Linked DNA regions of Anas platyrhynchos: region 1 is linked to region 2. The links are chromatin contacts, called in public Hi-C maps. All regions are on one chromosome and are shown on one strand. Each heading gives the region's core, a stretch centred on a gene start, on an enhancer-like site or on the middle of the called end of the contact. The rest is flanking DNA. Distances are from core to core; before and after follow the strand shown.

Region 1 (5,980 bases), core at 1,653-4,152, 120 kb after region 2:
TCTATGAACAGGAAGGCTCCCTCTTTCCTCATAGACAAAGAAGAGGGTAACCAATTTGTAATTGCTCTCATCTTCCTTAATCTCACCCACACACTTTGACTGCAGGCTTTGACTGCAGGACCATCTGGTTTTAGTCTGACTGCACACCTAATGAAGATGGTGGCTGTTCGTATAGTTAAATCAACACTCATTTATGTGCTGGCTTTTGTGACACAAAAGTCACAAAAACTTTAAATTTCTGCTGAAAGACAACAGACTTATAAGCAGAACAAGCATTAACAGAAATTTCACAAGTAAGGAGAAGCACAAGAAAGACTTACAACAGGATTTTGAAGATGCATTTTGGCACCTAAAATGAAACCTGGGCTGACTGTTGGTGGCTAAATCCAGTAAGAATTCCAAAAAGCGTATGCCTGCCTGCCTCTCTCATTTACGAGACTGGAATGTGCTGGAATGCTGTGTGCAGTGGTGCCCATGAAGCAGCCAGCTGACAGAGAGTTAAATATCCAGACTGAGTGGGGACAAGTTGTCACACAGGTACTCCACGAGGACTCAGAAAAGAAAGAGGCCACTGGTTAAGTCCCAAGTGGCAGAGCTGTGCAGGGCACTCATAACAAACACCACAAATGTTAGTCATGCCCCTTCATATGAGCAACTAGAGAGGGACATGATTTGGCCATGGGACATGGTTCCCGGCCATTGCTAGGAAGCTCCTCAGCACAGTTTTGGAAAATGTCAGCTACAGCACTCTGTGAGAGAGCCCAGATGTGGTGGAGTCAAGGTTCCCAATAGACCATACAGAGGAAGATACCCAGGAAATTTCATCTGCACATGCCTTTTTTTCCAGGACCAGAAAATGGGCCCTAGTCTTTATTTAACATGATAGGCATAGCTGTTAAGTTCTGCTGCGAAAAACAGCAGACATGCTTGATTTTTTCTCTGGAGGCTTTGAAGGAGTCCATCAGGAGGCATCTGCTACACTGCTTTCAACTTGAACACTTCACTTCTGTAACTGGATAGTATTTACATCGTGGGTGTGATATTGTTCCTCTCTGTAAACCCAGAAAATAAAATAAAAGTGATGTCAACAATAATATAGAAAAAACAAAACAAAACAAAACAAAAACATTTTAGCTATCTAGCCATTGATTTGGTTAGTGGTTTTAAAGTTTGGCTGGATAGCTTTCCCCCTGAGAAACAAGAAAGGTAACACTCACTGCCAATAAGAAGCATTAGCTAATGTTTGTACAGTGCCTACCAACGAAAGAGTGCTAAGTACTAGGAGTGAAGCACATCTCAGCACTCAAAGATCTGCATGTTAAATAGTTGACCCGGTGCCCAGACTGGGATGACTACTGACTCCAAAGAGGCTGGAGATAGCCTTAAGCCCTAAGAGAAAAGAAGCCTAGTGCATCTGTACAAGCAACACCATGTAAAACACAAATAAGCAGCAATAAATACTTTCCATAAAAATATGTGGATCTTTCTTTATTTTGATACAAAGAAGTTCAGACAGTCACATTTTCTTCTTGCATCAATTACCATATGCAGAATACATGAGAAAATTCTTGTGTTTAATCTTTGATCTTTCTTAATTTTCAACGAGTTTTAGCAGGAGCTTAGTGCAAGCAACTCCACAACATACAGGGAATTACTTTGTCATAAACTACAAACAAACATCTCCAAACACACTGTCATGATGCAACACACCCTCACTAGTCACTAGGGAAAAATGAAGCACAATCTTGAGGCCTCTACATTATTTAAGCAATATCACACACATGCAGTGGGTATTCTCGAGTGCTGTTCAGCTCCGATATCTTGGGTGTTCCCACTCTGCTATTAGGTGGTCATGTTGCAGGGCTAGATTACTAGATTACTTCCTGATTGCAGTAATGCAGAGATGGGGCTATGTAAGTTGTATATACCCTCCACACACTGCCACCGAAAATGAAACACAGATCAGTGGTGAAAATGCCAGTTATCCAATAAATAATAATGATAATAACACCCCAGAAAGGAACAATTGTTTATTGTCCTGTCCATGCCTACAGCTTCCATCTTTCCGTAACCATACAGATCTATTTCCAGCTAATCCTCATTTGAGGTTTACTTATAGGAACTAAGAAGCATGCCCAGGGCTCTAAAAGTGGTGCTTACATGTCTCATAAATGGGGGAGACAGGTTGGCACGTGCTTTCTGGAATTTCAGAGAATGAGGTGGGAGCTGTGCCACAGCTGAAGGTAGCACCACAGTTTACCTGAATCAGAAAACTGAACCAGAAGCTTTTTTTAAATAGCTGGCCAGATTTTCTAAATGAACTGTCATTGGTACAATTGCAAACAAAATCTGTGCAGGGATAATCATCTGCGCTCATTTGTATTTCCTGCATGTGTTTGTCCTTGCACGGAGCTTGCCCCTAGAGCCGCGGCCGCAGTGTCACCTTCTGCCCACATTCTGCCCAGCTGCTTTGGTTGCCACTGCCCAACCAAGTCAAGTCATGGTGGGCCTACAGAGCTGGCTTGGTAGTGTTGACCTGTCCAGATAAATTATATAAATACACTTATTTTGATGCCTGGGAAAATAAAATCCAGCTAGAAGGAAACACACAAAAACTTGATCATATAGTGGCTGTTTCTGGAGTACAGCGTGAGGCATATGTGGCACTATGCAGTGGTAAATGCTTATGAGGAACAAGTGAGCATTTAAGTACAGTTTCACCCAAATATGATCCTTTAAATCTACATGGTGCTTTTGGTTACATCTGAAAGTCATCGTTTAGTTTTTATATAATCTTTTTCCCTTTTGCGAACGGAAATAAGCCCCAAACTCCGCAAGGTACTGACACTCCCCTCCTGCCCGCAGGCCATGCCTGGAGGCCGCAGGGCGCTACTGGGGCTGCAGTGCCCACGGACACCTGGCAGCCAGGCCAACGCTTTATTCACAGTGACACCTATCGGCAAGAGCAATCTGCAAAGCAGATCTTTCCCTGAAGAGTATTTTTGGTGGTCATGCTCCTCCCGTCTTCAGCGTTTTTCTTCTCCTTCAGGGCTCCCCACTCAGATGTTCACATTCAGCTCAACATTTTACACTATTGAATATAATTTAGTCTATATTGGTATTTTCAAACCCAATACCTGTTTCCTCAATTAATCATCCGTCTATTTCCAGAGCACATGTCAAAACTGAGTGTTTATTTTTGTTTGTTTGTTTGTTTGTTTGTTTTTGTTTTGTTTTGTTTTGTTTTGTTTTGTTTTGTTTTGTTTTGTTTTGTTTTGTTTTGTTTTTAACATTGGCACTGTTTGCCGGTACATGAGAGTGCTGGACATCCCCAGTGTTCAGGAGACACAGCTTCTGTGGAGGTAGCATAGCATCAACACTGTGCATTTTTCATTCTTACATACTTGCTTGTTGAATGTAGCTGTCCTGATACTCTCCACAAGCAACACCGAAGCCTCTCTAGGCAGAAATCTAGAAATCTACTTAAATGTAGATTTCAAGAGGCTGATGCGATCCAGTTTCAGCTCAACGCCATAACACTCAACAGAAGCTGCTCTGTTCTAGAGTCATAGAACTCTTCCTATAGGGTTTCTGTGTCGATACACATGTAACATGTATATATTATATAAAGTATATATAGATAAGTGTATATACAGAGAGAACATATATCGTTCAGTATTCTTTCTAAACATTTTAGAAACTATATTTAGGAACAGTAATTACATTAATACCATCAGGCAGTGCATACAGATGAGACCATTTCAAGAGTTTGCTGAGCATACTTGCTGAAAATACCACACACCATGTTACAGCAACTCAAAAATTATTAACAGTTTTACTTTGATTTTGCCATACACAGCCATTACTATGTTTCAGTCAGTTCAAAACTAATTCAAATAAGTTTGCTGCAGCACATATTCAGGAAACGTTTTGTTCTGGGTTTTGCTTCTGTGGTTTGTCAGATCAAGTTTCTATGGACTAGTTTTGAAGATGAGCTAAACTATTTTGAAATGTTGAAATCATTTTTGGGGGCATCAGGCTAGAAGTTCTTTGGCTAGTCTGTGCAAACATTTTTAACAGACTTCAATATAGAATCTGTTGTTGAATAGCGTGGTACTACAACTCTTGTACAGTTAGTTTGATGTCACAATACCAGTAAGAAATTGTTCTTGGTTATATTTGCAATCAAACAGGTAACAGAAATACTATTTCAAACATCTTCAGCAATTTCTTGGATTCTGCAGACCTGGGGACACAGCATTCTTTTGATTATCCATACCTGGGTCTTTTTTTTTTTTGGTATAACAATGGGAATTTTAAAACAATTTTGAAACATAAGTTTGTATGCTTATACCATTAGTGATTTCCAGGTAAATGTTTTACTCATGAAATCAAAAATACATAAGAAGCTGGAGTTTGAATAGGACAAAAGGAAAACAGAAATCAAAAACCAGGCTCTCTGAAAAAAAATAAAAATGTTTTGATCAGCAAGGATACTGTAGTGCCTTGTTTTCCTCAAAAAGGCCAAAGTTGTTTTGTTTTGTTTTTAATTTAATTGAGAACACATTTCAGTCTGTTTATGCAATTGTAAACAAGAGAAAAATAAAAAGCAAAATGTTGGCGTGATGCTTTATTCAAAATATTTTCAAATCAGAGACACAGTAAAAAATCTAAATCAGATCTTCACAAAAAGCGCATTTCATCTTTTTGTTCCATGTGACCCATATGATTTACATTTGAAAAACGGAAATGTCAGGATCGTTTCTGAATTATTCAAATGTATCTACACAAGCATGTGGGTGAAATTTGATAAAATAGAATTGACACAGTAATTGTCTCTGCAGCATGTCAATTCTGTTATGTGGAAGCAGAGAATCTTCTTTTTCCTAAGAGAGTCAGGCACACTCCTTTCAGAGAAGTCTACTGTCTCCAAACTCTGCTGCACAAATGAAGTCAACAAAGATCACATATGGAAATGGTTCACCACAGTGAAACCTTTTACTCTGCATGAATGATGGTGAGGCTGATGGAAATTGGAAACACAATACTAATTTAGAAACGTTTTATTTATGCACTGCAGTGTTATCACCTGTCTCACCAAAATTGCAGACATCCAGAAAAGGCCATCTTTTCATAAAGGAAGAACCTCATGAATAAAAAGTATAGACTTGACAGTATCTAAGAAATTGAGTCATAGACCAAAACTCTGTTAGGTTAGATCTGTACAAACAGTGGAAAGAATATGAAAAACAAGCAGATGATCTTAATGCAGAGAGTTGTATGAAATAAAATTCTACCAGATTTTTGTGGGATGATTGTCACAATGCTTTTTTATACTATTTAATACATCATAAAAGAAACAAACTGCTCTAGAGCAGCATTCTTTTGGCACTTATACAAATGCTGCAACTTGCCATAGGTTCCTCAATTGTTTGCAACTTTTAACAACTGAAGGCAAGGTTCATCTCTAGTGGTCTGCTTCATACTTAGCTAAAAGTTTACAAGAATCTGGATCCTGGCTTTCCTCTCTATTAAGTCTATTAAAAATGTATTATATATCTATTTCTATTACATTACTTTATTCATATCCCATGTTCTACTTCAGTAAAATTATTTTAAAATCAAAGACCTGGAAGACTTTTTATTATATATATATATATTTATTTATTTATTTTCCCACAATTGGTTCTTTGAATTCTTTTAGGTCCTAGTTCATATCTGGAAGGCCAGCAAAGACCTGTTTGTTAACACAATGGGGAGGGAAATCTCTGCAGGGACAGAACAAGTAGGTGTATGGCAGCAAACAGTTGTCTGCTTCATCTTCAGGCCCCTGTTCTTCAGAAGGAAAGACAGCATACTTCCCAGGTTTTTACTTCAATATAAAGAAAAATATCAGCTGTTGTTAAACTCTGCCTGTGTAATGTGAAAGACATTATGAGCATGACTTGCAAAGGCTATAAACGGCGGAGCGCACTGCTTC
Region 2 (5,352 bases), core at 165-2,664:
TGAAACTCTTCCTACTTCTTTACTAGGGACATTCCTCAATTTAGATCAAGTTTAAATTAATCTATATTATGAAAAGTAGATGAGTCAGAATTATTCCTGAGGTTATAGAAAATATGACCTATCTAGTATAGATAAAAATAGTTCCTTCATCCTTTTGGGATTCATCTTGATACATTTTTCCCTCTTTAGACACCTAAAGACAAAAGGACTCGGATAAATTTGACAGATAAAATTGCCTCTTGTTTTTTAGCAGAAACATAGCAGAACTTCATGCCAGATGTGCCAGATATCCACTTCTGGAAGCCTCACCCTGCAAGACTTACAGAATGATTTTCAGAACTATTGAAACTTTTTGGCCCTTTGAACTTTACTGGAAAGGACTCGATAGCTGTTCTACTGACTAAGGCTTTCCATGTTGCATCTAACAACAGTGAGTCTTACCCCTGCCTCTGAAAAGGTTTATATCATCATGGAAATGTAATTACTTGGATGCAGTATGCATAACACAATGCATACAGATTATGAGCAAGCATGTGAAGAGCTCTTCACAGGGAAATGCGTGATAGTGCTCACCCAAAAAGGCCCCCCAGAAATGGAGCTTGAAACCATGGTGTATTTGGAAGGCAGAACGTTAGCCTGTGTGCTGGCTGCATTATTACTGTACTGCAAATGTGCATATAAAAGTAGTTTCTGTTGGTTTTCTATTATGGTGGGTCTTGTGTTTGTATGGAGCTGTATCAATGACAAAATTTCTGTGATGTTGAGAAGTTTCTCTGTAAGGTGAAGGGAAAGGACTACACTTGTGCAATTAAATCCAACTTGCATATAGAGGGGAGATGAAAGATTATATCAAACATAAACACATTGCAACAGCCAGTACACATTATCAAGTTCAAATCCCCACTAATCTGCTCCCTGCTTTCAGCTCAGAACTGAATTTACATCTCCTCATGCCCCGCATTTCTGAGTCCGCCTGCTTGGCCATGCCATGGATGCTGAGTTCAGCGTGGCCGGAGATCACTTTGCTTTCCAAACCAGTGGCAGACGGCAAAGCCCGTACCTCAGCACAGGCCAGGATTTAGACATCCTGCTTGTTCACCGCTGCCACTGCGATGAAATCGCACAGCTCGGCATCAGGCAACCCATGACACGCAACGAAAACTGACAGACGTGCAAGATGGGAAGCACACTCGCACCTCAATCTGCTGATCCCTGCCTTTATTTGTCCACACAAAACCAACATAGACTACGATAACGGGAAACTGGTGCTGCTTTCGGACTGTCGGGAGCGCTGCCGCGGGTGAGGCAGGCTAACCAAACAATTCACCATGACGCTGGGCCCAGGAGGCGCCGGGACCAGCCCCCCCCCCGGCCTCCCAGGCTCCCCTCAGCGCGGCCATGCCGGGCAGGGACCCAGGTGGCGGCGGCCCTTGGGCTGCTGCTGCCCCCTGGCGGGCGGAGCTCGGCTCTGCCCTCCCGCCGGGGAACAACCGCGGCCTGGAGCCCGAGCGGGGCTCCTCACAGGGCTCTGGAAGTGGGGTGTGACAGGAAAACCCCTATAATATCATCTCTTTCTGTGGGAAGGATGGGATTCCCAGCTGCCCGTCATTTATCGCTTCGCTTTGGGTTGGATCCGTAGCAAATTCTGCCTCTCAGAGATACCTCTGTTAGGAGCACCAACAACTTTATTTCTGAAATTCAAACATAAATAAGTAGAAATATTTCTGCATAAGCAGGTAGAAAAAAATTGCAACGAACGTCATCAAGAATAAGAAGACTTGTTCAATACTGTCATAGCCTCATGTGGGGCAGACCATCATTTTAAGCCAGAGATAGGGCTGCTTTGCCCTATGAAGCATCTGCATTTATTAAACTGACTCTTTTTCAAAACCACTCCTCAGGAGGATATGTTCATATATAAATCCTATAATTCCATATTGCAGTATAGTAGATGCTCATGTCAGTGCTGAAAATTAACAGTCCTGAGACATGCACTCCTAATCTTCAATGTGTTACATCAGTAAGGCATCAGTGGAAGAAACACTTTCACTACAAGAAACAAAGCCACAGTAGGCAAATGCAGGGTTCAGCACCTCATTGTGGAGCTTGTGTTCTGGTAAATAATTTCTTCCAAAGCCACAGATGAAAATACATGTGTGTGGTTCAAGGGCTGACAATTATGTATGTTTATAAGTAGATGACAATTCGTGAGGATAAATTGCTATGCATCATTTATCAAAAACAAACAAACAAACAAACAAAAAACAACAACAACAAACACCATATAGCTGAATTTGAGATGCAATTATTTTCTAGTCCTTTCAGGCCATCTATTATAATCACTGACAAAGACTAATGGCATTTATATAAGAGATGAAATTTCATGAATAAAAATGGCCCAAAGACTCTTAAGACAGTTATTTTGTATATGATGAAAGAGTTGCCGTGAGGCATGCTGCACTCATCCTATGACAGTGAACAGGCAAAGATTCTTCTACTGATTTTTTTTTTATTAACTTTAGTCGTTTCCACTACATCACTACTTTTATCTACTTTTTTCAGTTTCATGAGCTATAAGCAACTGGTCTGCATATTTACAACTGTTTGCTGTGCTTCTTGTTGCACCTCATTCATTATTTAGCACCAGCTCTAGCATACCATGAGGTTATGGTACTGGTCTGCATCACTTTCACACATAAATGTCTCACTCTTGTCTCCTATATTTAGTCCTACATTTGTAAGGAGTTCCCTGGAAATACCTGCAGAGTTGTCGTTGATTGCTTTACAAGCTTCTGCTTTGCTATGGTGCCTAAAAAGAAGCTGACAGTGGCTAAATAACAGAGTGTACAGACTCCCTTGGTTTTGAGGGTAATCAATACTACCTTCATAAAATTCTGATATTCTACCATCATTTTGTTGTTGTTTCCATCTGGATTTACTCGGAGAAAAACCTGTGAATCCTTCGTGTCATATAAAAAGCTTATCCAATCAGCCTTTGTATATGCATCTGTCTTTTCCACAGCAGTAATGTCTGACCCAGTGGACTGATTCCAGTCATATCTATCTAAAAATTCATTGTTCTGTTGTGGATGGTAACCATTAGTCCCACAGAGAAAGGGAAAACAAAACAAAACAAAACAAAACAAACAAAAAAAAAGCAAAAAAAAAACAATGTGAGATGAATCTTTTTGAGGTCCCAAAGAACACAAATCTGTTAGAGAACATCTGTGGATGACACAATTAGAGCTCACACTTTACGTGTGACCAAACCAAAGATAAACCTTGAAAAACACATCAATGGGAAAACAAACTTCCATGACTATATGAGGCAGACAACTACTATTTTCTTTAGAGATTTGATTAGTAGCTTTTTGGAGCAGGGTCTGTCTTTTCTTTCTATGCTTGTACACCAAATATCCAGGAAATTCCTGCAACTACTAAGACCTCCAATGAAAATGCAGTGGTGCTTTCTCCAGTTTTTGCTTCAAGAATGAGATCTAGTAGGATGGTGCTACAAAATTCTAGAGGCATATGAGAAATAGAGTTTGCAGGATGTACTGTCTTAGCTGTTATGCTCTCTTTCTACCCAAAAATAAGACACAAGTTAAGGAAGTAGCAGAAAACAAAAATATTGTTCACATATAAGAAGGGTTAAGCCAGAATTATCTAGTAAATCTTTCACTTCAGTGGTGAGCCGAGATAATTTATTTATTGTATTGCAGTGTAGCACATATATCCAGTATTACTGACAGCAGCATTAAAGCAAAACAATAATTCAATCAAGCTTTTGAGAAGCTGTAAACAGAGCTACCAGTTTATTTCATTTTTACAGGAAAGTGTAAATTTCCCTAGCTGGTATGATGGATGCCAGAAAGAGCATCTCTCTCTTATGACTCTTATTACATTTTTTTCAAGTCTAATTCTCAGTGTAATCCATGCCTGTTTTATCCACTTGCAGACATATTTAGCTGGTATTCACGAGTGTGTGTGCCTGCCATTGCCACCAGTGCCACACATAATGATGAAATTGCAACATATAGCCTGGAGATTGGGTGCAGTGACACTTGGAATGGCTGACCATGGCTGGTGTGAAGACATTGTTCCAGGAGACAACGAAACCCAAAATAAATTTGATAGTGCCGCCTACACATATATATTTCCATCAAAATGGTCATTGTACTCTCTGTATCAGGCCAAGTGTTCAGCTGAATACTATGCGTAACTCTGGCTAGATGCCAGATAAATGATCAGTTCCTCTTTCACACCTTCTTAATACTAAAAGGAAAGAAAGATTAAAAAAAAAAAAAAAAAAAAAAAAGAGCACTGCCTGAATTCCAGCTGAGATCAAAAACATGCTGCAGAAAATTGAACCAATGAGTCAGCCCTTATCTATTGTATTCTGAATGAATTTTATACTAAAATGAACATATGAAGGTGGGCAAAATGACAGCATGTTGACATTTTTATCCCCGAGGCAACAGTGACTCAGTAATGACTCTGCTTTCCTCCGAGCCACAGATAAATTTGTAGCTGATGCTATGCAACGTAGATAGCTAGGTCAGAAACACAGACCTGTGTTTTGGAGCCAGAAGCTGCTGCAGTCACACCTGAATGCAAAGACAAGTTTCCAAATATCAGATAACTTTAGTATTGAGAATAAGATATGGAGAAGATGTTTCCAGGTAGCCTCACATTCAAATGAACTATATGAGTGCTGATATTTAAACACAGCTGTGCAATATTTTGTGTTAACTTTACCCTAAAGAGTATGGATCACATCATATTTGCAAGTGATATCATTGTTGTCCATCTTTTCATAAAACAATTACCAGACATACTAATATTGTATACTAGTGTGAGCCAATAATTTTAAGCAGTGGCAGAAATGCTTATTCTAGTTTGTTTGTGCAATATCTATTAATCATCATAACCCCTAAGAAGTTTTATATGTGTGATAGTACAGAAGCATATGAAACATCTTTTAGTTGAAAAACAAATTCAAGTTCACATTCTCACTGTGCAAGAGTATTTAAACTTTGGGTACTTATGTGGACAAGAATTATCTAAATAAGAGAAATGACTGCCAGAAGCTCAACAATTTCAGTATCCTTGCAATGGCAGTGAAGAGAAACAGTATGCCTTAGGATAACTTATAATAAAACTTTGTCTTAAGTGCTGTTTATTTTCCTGAAGGACATTAAACATCCCTAGGTTGAAGCTATGATTTTTGAATTCTTCCATTTATGTATACTTACAGTAGATATTTGCACAGACCAAAAACAAGTGCTTCCAGTGTGCTACTGTCCCAATTAGCAGGTTGGAAGTCACCCAAAAACATTCCTTTTGTTAGAA

Evidence for each region. Hi-C and Micro-C count contacts between places; a contact is called where the count stands out from the background.
Region 1: a Hi-C map of skeletal muscle shows a contact between it and region 2, with 1.8 times the contacts expected there. The contact joins two enhancer-like sites. A contact is called at or near these places in 4 of 8 Hi-C or Micro-C datasets (F1 follicle, liver and skeletal muscle).

Annotation. Positions count from the first base shown.
Region 1 is chr2:28,070,244-28,076,223 of IASCAAS_PekinDuck_T2T, forward strand. No RefSeq gene overlaps it. Among named protein-coding and RNA genes, the nearest start is that of RBIS, 24 kb to the right of the region's middle. Within about 2 kb of position 2,903, at least 1 of the 8 cell types and tissues checked has an H3K27ac peak or open chromatin away from gene starts, as enhancers often do.
Region 2 is chr2:27,953,092-27,958,443 of IASCAAS_PekinDuck_T2T, forward strand. No RefSeq gene overlaps it. Among named protein-coding and RNA genes, the nearest start is that of CA2, 19 kb to the left of the region's middle. Within about 2 kb of position 1,415, at least 1 of the 8 cell types and tissues checked has an H3K27ac peak or open chromatin away from gene starts, as enhancers often do.